Linked DNA regions of Mus musculus: region 2 is linked to region 1. Evidence: chromatin contacts called from public Hi-C data. All regions are on one chromosome and are shown on one strand. Each heading gives the region's core, a stretch centred on a gene start, on an enhancer-like site or on the middle of the called end of the contact. The rest is flanking DNA. Distances are from core to core; before and after follow the strand shown. Region 1 overlaps Abtb2 (ankyrin repeat and BTB (POZ) domain containing 2). Region 2 has its middle 28 kb from the start of Gm39895.

Evidence for each region. A called contact is a pair of places that touch in the nucleus more often than the background predicts.
Region 2: a Hi-C map of liver shows a contact between it and region 1, with 2.2 times the contacts expected there. The contact joins two enhancer-like sites. A contact is called at or near these places in 1 of 15 datasets of contacts at CTCF or cohesin (large pre-B cells), 1 of 484 Hi-C or Micro-C datasets (liver), 1 of 115 datasets of contacts at active chromatin or transcription factors (embryonic stem cells) and 1 of 9 other capture datasets (embryonic stem cells).

Annotation. Positions count from the first base shown.
Region 1 is chr2:103,598,996-103,602,219 of GRCm38.p6, reverse strand. All of the region lies in intron 1 of Abtb2 (ankyrin repeat and BTB (POZ) domain containing 2), which reads right to left. It overlaps 8030431J09Rik (a long non-coding RNA gene), which reads right to left. Exons shown (of 2, transcript XR_866592.2): 2 at 1-3,224. Among named protein-coding and RNA genes, the nearest start is that of 8030431J09Rik, 28 kb to the right of the region's middle. Within about 2 kb of position 1,954, at least 115 of the 459 cell types and tissues checked have an H3K27ac peak or open chromatin away from gene starts, as enhancers often do. A contact at or near this core is called in liver, where this site is marked.
Region 2 is chr2:103,864,029-103,867,523 of GRCm38.p6, reverse strand. No RefSeq gene overlaps it. Among named protein-coding and RNA genes, the nearest start is that of Gm39895, 28 kb to the left of the region's middle. Within about 2 kb of position 1,988, at least 15 of the 459 cell types and tissues checked have an H3K27ac peak or open chromatin away from gene starts, as enhancers often do. A contact at or near this core is called in liver, where this site is marked.

The DNA of each region.
Region 1 (3,224 bases), core at 705-3,204:
TGAACTATTTTCATGCAACCCAATATTTAGTCTTCCCATGAACTATGTATAATAGGTTCTACCATTATTTTTACAGGGGGAAACAGCCTAAGAGAAATTTGTGGTAGTTTCTAAAGCTACCACAGCTGGGCATCTTATATAGACCTAAGCATTGCCAAACCCACATTCTTAAGGCCATTTCTCAACACGTGAAACTATATACACTAAAATGGAGACATGATTCTTGATTTGGGAATGGCTTAGAGACTGAAAGGATTAATGATAACTTATTGTTGGTGGAACAATTAGTACAGGAGCTTGTGTACATTTTCTTGCTCAAGGGGTTCTGGAACCTTCTCTAGAATGAGGCCAGCAGCTAGAGAGTGGCTGGCAGTGGGAAGACAGTAAGAGGATGATTAGACATCCTCAAATTGGAGGTGCTGGCTCCAGGGCTGGCTTGCAGATGGGCCCTCCTATTGGCTAGCTCCTATGCACCTCAGTGGTCTCCTGGGTAAGATGTGGTCTGACCACATTCTTTAAAGTGTGGTAGTTTCTTGCAGGCCACCTGGTTCAAAAGGGAGGCTAATCTCAGAGGAACAGCAATTTATAGCATGAATTGTGTCTGCCTCCAGGCCACTTGGGAACAGCAACTCAAAACATCCCGGGAGATAAATGAGTTGTTACCATGTACACACTTTACAAAGATGATATCAGCCAGGCCATATGAACAAGAGAGGTGCCACTGGGAGGGTTCATCTACCTCAGTTCCTTCATCTGTTAAACAGAGCAACAACTGGTCTTTGAAGCTTTATGGAGGAATGAGTTAGCACATAGTAATACCCAGATCTTAGGGACAGGTCACCAGGGTATGACCTGGTTTGTGCCTGGCACTAGGTATTACCCGAGGTAGGGTGAATAAGTAAACATGCTCTGGAGGCTGAGAGTTCAAGGTCCCATTTACAAAAACAAAGGGGAAGGTCTTGTGCAAGATAGCAAAGAGAAATACTACCTGGCACATTCTTTAATATCCAGTGTCCCCAAACCCTCAGGGAAATGAAGAAGGCTGCTGGTGGTGGCAGGCATTCAGTGGTATTTGTTGCATGAAGGAGAAGTGACTACAAGGTCACTCAGAGGTGTGCTTCAAGGGCCTGCTGCGGGGCATACATTGCACTCAGTGCTTCAGGGGCCTGATCTTTTCTTGCACCACAGCTTTGGGTCTGAAAGGTCTCCTTTGAGCGCCCCCTTTCAACCCCAGAGTGTATATGGCTGATAAGTTGTTAGATCGAACTGCCACCCCTGGTATCTACCATTAGTGCCTGAAATAAATAAATAAATAAATAAACACACACACACATACACATTTATTCATTTACTTATTTATTTATTTAGGTAGAATTGGCAACACCTAGGCAAAATGAACATGGGAGTAATGAGGGTCAGAAACTATTGAGAATATCAAGGCTGTGGCTGCAGCTGCAGCTCACTCATTCTGAGGATGTATGAGACTGCACAGGTTGCCTGACCACAGGACCCGCCCTGCTCTGAGAAGCCAAGGGAGACACCCAGCTTATAGGGTGTGTAATCAGCCACATGATGGTTCCGACAGTTTTCATTTTGCAAGTTCAGTCCATCTCTAAACGACTTCTCCAGAAAGACTGCCACGTATTATCTTACGCTCCTTGCAAAATACAAAGACTGGAAAAATCCCTCCCAGAAGAGCTCAAAATTCCACATTAAAGAAAAGCCTGCACACCAGGGAGTGAGTGGGGTTGCCTTCTGGATAGTCTGCATTTGCATGCAGCCACGTGAGCTGCAGACACTCTATCTGTGGAAACAAGCACGCCTGGCATTTGGAAACCTAAGTGAGACCAGATCTGTGCTCGAGGAGCCCCAATTACCACAGAGCAAGCCTCCTGATTAAAACCAGCATGCTGAGCTTCCTGGGTTTCACTGGCTACATGCCCAGTTCAGGCTGACTGGTTGCTGCCAGTGAGGAGAGATGAGTCTCTGAAATCACCTGTGTCCAGGGCCCTCCTGGCCTGAGCTCTGAGAGGCTGGGAACTGGAGTCTGGCTCTCTGGGGGTTTAAAAGGCATCTTTGGGAGCTCCCTGAGACAATACAAAGCCATGTTTGGGAGCCCCGAAAACCTAGGGGAATACAGGCCTTTGGAGGAGGAATGGAAACAATTAGAAGGGCTCTGGAGATGCTCTGGGCTCCCATTTTTCATTCCTCCTCCTCCTGCACTCACAGCTTTCCCTCAACCTCAGCAGAGAGGGAAGGATACAGTCTGGCTGGCACAGCCCTGAGGGTTCTTTCTGCAATGTCTCTTATGCGTATGTGCCTAGGTCCCCTCCAACCTGACTTCCCTTTTCCTATCAGGGATGATGGAAGCTGCCACCCTCTGTGCTTTCCAGGGTCTTTCCTGGCACTTCCTAGTGCTTCTGACATACTGCAGAACTCGATAGTCTCTAGGGCCATCAAGCTGGCAAGAGCCTTCCCTTCGAGGAGAAGGACCACAGTGGTTTAGAATAATTTATCTCAGCAAGCTTACACAGCAATTTCAAATAACCAGCATCAAGCTGCTTATTACATGTCTGTAATTAAAATTTAGAGCTAAGAAAAAAAAAGTTACCCTTTGACCCAACACCTGACATGACAGAAATTAACTTCGGAACCAAGTGATCAGACTAGTTAGACCAGGGCAAAAGACTCAAGAGGCCTCTGCTTCAACCAGGTGGCACTATGGAACCTGACCTCTAGCCTCCAGTTGCTCCTTGGATGAGGGGGAGAGGCCACAGGACAGACAGCAGGAAGAACAGCTCCCAGCTGAGGGCACCCAACCCTAGGCAGCATGTAATCTTACCACACTCTGGGCCACCATATTAGCATGCATGGCATAGGTATTTGAAAAGAAACTGTTCCCTTTTCACCTTTTGTCTCAATTCATCAGCAAATTGTGACCTTTTGGTATAGGCAAAAACTCACAGCAAAGTGGCTCTCTTTCTAGCAACAATTTCAGTTTAGAATCCACTTTGAGTCTTCTGATCCACGTGGGAGCACTTGTGTATGTATGAGAGATTCAGGTTGAAAGGGACTCCAAAGGTGGCTTGGTTCTCCCTATCAGCATGCAGCAAGTGCTGTGAATTGTGCCTCTCTCTCTATTCTCCCACCCCACCCCCAACCTACCCCTAAGTGGAGTACAAACATGTTTGCCCCAAATATTTCATCACTAAGTCTCAGGCTGA
Region 2 (3,495 bases), core at 739-3,238, 270 kb before region 1:
AGATCCAAACTTTAACCCCACCTAAATAGATACAGCACCTGACACTCAGTGATACCACTGTCCAGCTTACAGGAAAACAAGCGCATATTGCACAACCCTATTACATCCAAAGATCCGCGGGACTCAGATCCAGATCCAAAACCCTTTTCATTGCATGGCAGGGAGAAAACAATTTCTACGTCAACACTCTTATTTACAGATTTAGAAAACCTCCTATCCAGGGCAGGCACTTAATTAGTTATAGCTATTCTGAGTCTTTACTTTTGTTACATTTTAAAATAGCCAGCCCTGTCACAAAATGTATCTCAATTTATTCTTCTTCTCTACTCTTTCATATAAAAAAAAAAGACAAACAAACAAAAACCCTCTAAGCTGTTTCTATTTTTTTTTCTTTTGACTTGGGTGGGGGGTGGAGTTGTGTGGGCATGAGTATGGAGGTCAGAAGACAATTTACCTGAGTTGGTTCTTTCCTTCCACTTCTGGGTCCCAGAAATTGAACTCGGGTTATCAAGGTAGTTCACCCGGCCCTGTTTCTCTCTAGTTGTACTCAAACAAAATGAGATGGTAGCAAAAATCTCACCTTAGCAGCCCCAAGTCAATCCCTTCAAGATTTAGTTTAAACGGCACTTCTCTGGAAATCTGAAAAACACACACATATCCACGAATGCCACCACCACCACCACCACCACCGCTCTCCTGGCAGAGAAGGCAGAAGCCCACTCACAAGCCTGGCTTACCCATATGTTTACAGTTGGAGAGGGAAGACTGGAATTCAACTTATAGATCTCCCTCTGGTTCACCTCATGCCAATCTGCATCTGACTTGACCCTGAGGTCCCTCCTTAATCCAAGACTTGTCCTCAAGGGTGAATATCACCAAATTTCACTGTCCCAAGGACTTGGGGACTCTCATAACTGACACAAAATGCCAAGCCTGCACATACCTGCCTTCCTGATGAAATGGAAGGTGGGTTCTGGGTTCCAGGCCCTCATTTCTCCACGGATCCATTTCTGTGTACTATTTCTTTTCTCTCCTTGCCCTCCTCTGTGTTCTTTCTTCCTTTACATAAACACTTCTTTAAAATGCTCAGGAGGCCAGCAAGAACGGGAAAGAGCACTTTCACCTAGCTAGATGACCCGAATTCAATACAGAATTGAATATACATGGTATCTTCTGACCTCTACACATGCATCGTGGTACACATGTCCATGTGTGTATAATAGCAAATAAATGAATAAATAAATAAATGTAATTTTAAGGTGAAAATGGTATAAGTGGGCTGGTGAGATGGCTCAGTGGGTAAGAGCACCCGACTGCTCTTCTGAAGGTCCGGAGTTCAAATCCCAGCAACCACATGGTGGCTCACAACCATCTGTAACAAGATCTCACTCCCTCTTCTGGAGTGTCTGAAGACAGCTACAGTGTACTTACATATAATAAATAAATAAATCTTTAAAAAAAATGGTAGAAGTGTGTGCTGTACACCAAGTGCATCTTGGTGTGCAGTACCTGAGGAGGCCAGAAGAGGGCACTGAAACATCAAGAACTGAAGTTACACAGGCTTTTTTAATGGTCACATGGATGCTGAGACCCTTGCTCCTCTGCAAGAGTAACAAGTATTCTTAACTTTTGCAGCTCCCATCCCCCCGTCCCCCAATCCAACTTTCTAGATAACCCAGTAGTTTTTGGCTGCCTGGCATGTAGGACCTCACTCACCAAAGAGGAACCTTTCCTTACGGTGACCTGAGTTTCTCTTTCTATGGAAATACTGGGGCCTGGTGGTTGAAGCAGACCTCTCATGCATGGTGATTAACCAACTTCAGACAGAGTTTTCCTCCCTGGGAAACAGGCTGGGAGCCCAGAACGGCTGAAAAGGTGTCTCTCCAGCAAATCTGTGAGTAAGCTGATAACTGGGAAAGCTGCTGAGCCCAGACTCAGATGGGAGCTGGGCTCAGAAACCACAGCCAGTGCCAAACAGGTTGCCAAGATGAGGCAGGCAGAAGCCATGCTGAAATCCAAACTGCAGAGCAGAGATTGCAAGCCAGGCAGAATAGTGTGTCTGTGCCATCCCACTGGTGGCTGGCACAGATGGTTGGTCGTTGAGATGGTTTCAATAAGAATGGCTCCTATAGGCTCATGTGTTTGAATACTTAGTCCCCAGTTGGTAGAGCTGTTTGAGCAGGGTTAGGAGGGGTGGTCTTATTGGAAGAGGTGTGTCACTGGGGACAAGCTTTGAGGTTTCAAAAACCCACATCATTCTCAGTGTCTCTCTGGCTCCTGCTTGCAGGTAAAGACGTAGGCTCTCAGCTCCCGCTCCAGCACCAGCACTGCCTGTTTCCTGCCAGTCTCCCTCCAAACCCATGAGCCACAAACTAAATGTTTTCTCTTATAAATTGCCTTGGTCGTGGTGTTTTGTTGCAGCAGTAGAAAAGTAACTAAGATAGTCATGAAGGATACAAAGTGTGCTGTTTGGTTTTGTTACCTTGACACAAACCTAGAAAATTAAACCTCTTTTAAAAAATGTTTACTTTTATTGCACGTGCATCCATGTTTTGCCCACATATATGTCTGTGTGGGGGTGTTGGATCCCCTGGAACTGGAATCACAGTCAGTGGGCATGTGGTTGCTGGGAATTGAACCCAGGACCTCTGGAAGAGCAGTCAGTGCTCTTAACCTCTGAGCCATCTCTCCAGCCTGAAATGGAATCTTAATTGAGAAAACGCTTCCATAAAATTGGCCTGTAGGCAAATCCATAGGGCACTTTCTTAAATGAATGACTGATGTAGAAAGGTCCCAACCACTGTGGGCCATGCCATTCCTGGGCAAGTGGTCCTGGATTGAGAAAGCAGGCTGAGCAAGCCATGGAGAGCAAGCCAGTAAGCAGCATTCCTCCATTGTTTTTGCTTCAGTTTCCTGCCTTGAGTTCCTGCCCAGACTCCTTTCCATGACGGACTGGGACTGGGACATATGATTTTAAATAAATCCTTTTCTCACCAAGTTGCTTTTGGTCTTGGTGTTTTATCACAGCAATAAACATAACTAAAGCACACAGGAATGCCACACATACCTAGCTCTGTAATTAACAACAGATGTTCACCAGATGTTCAGCTTGTTGTTCACAGTCTTACTTGTTTTCCCAATAAAATTAAGATGTGTGAGCTAAGTGTGGTGGGATATCCCTGTAGCTACAACGGGGGAAATCATGAGTTCAAGATCAGCCTAGACTACACAGCAAGACCTCATCTTGAAAAGAAAAAAATATAATAACACGTTAGGTGATTGTCTCCACTTTAACAGAGGACAAAGCCAGGGCCCAGAGACATTGAACTCCTTTGCTCAGGCCATATGATAAATGAATGAGAGACCCCCGTGGCTATAATCCTGCCCCTCTACGTATTTGGCTACAAGTTCCTCTGTATACCCTATGCATAGCAATTTACTTTCTTAAGAGCTAGGATGTTTGTTTCTTTTCTCGTTCATCATCCACGTGGCATG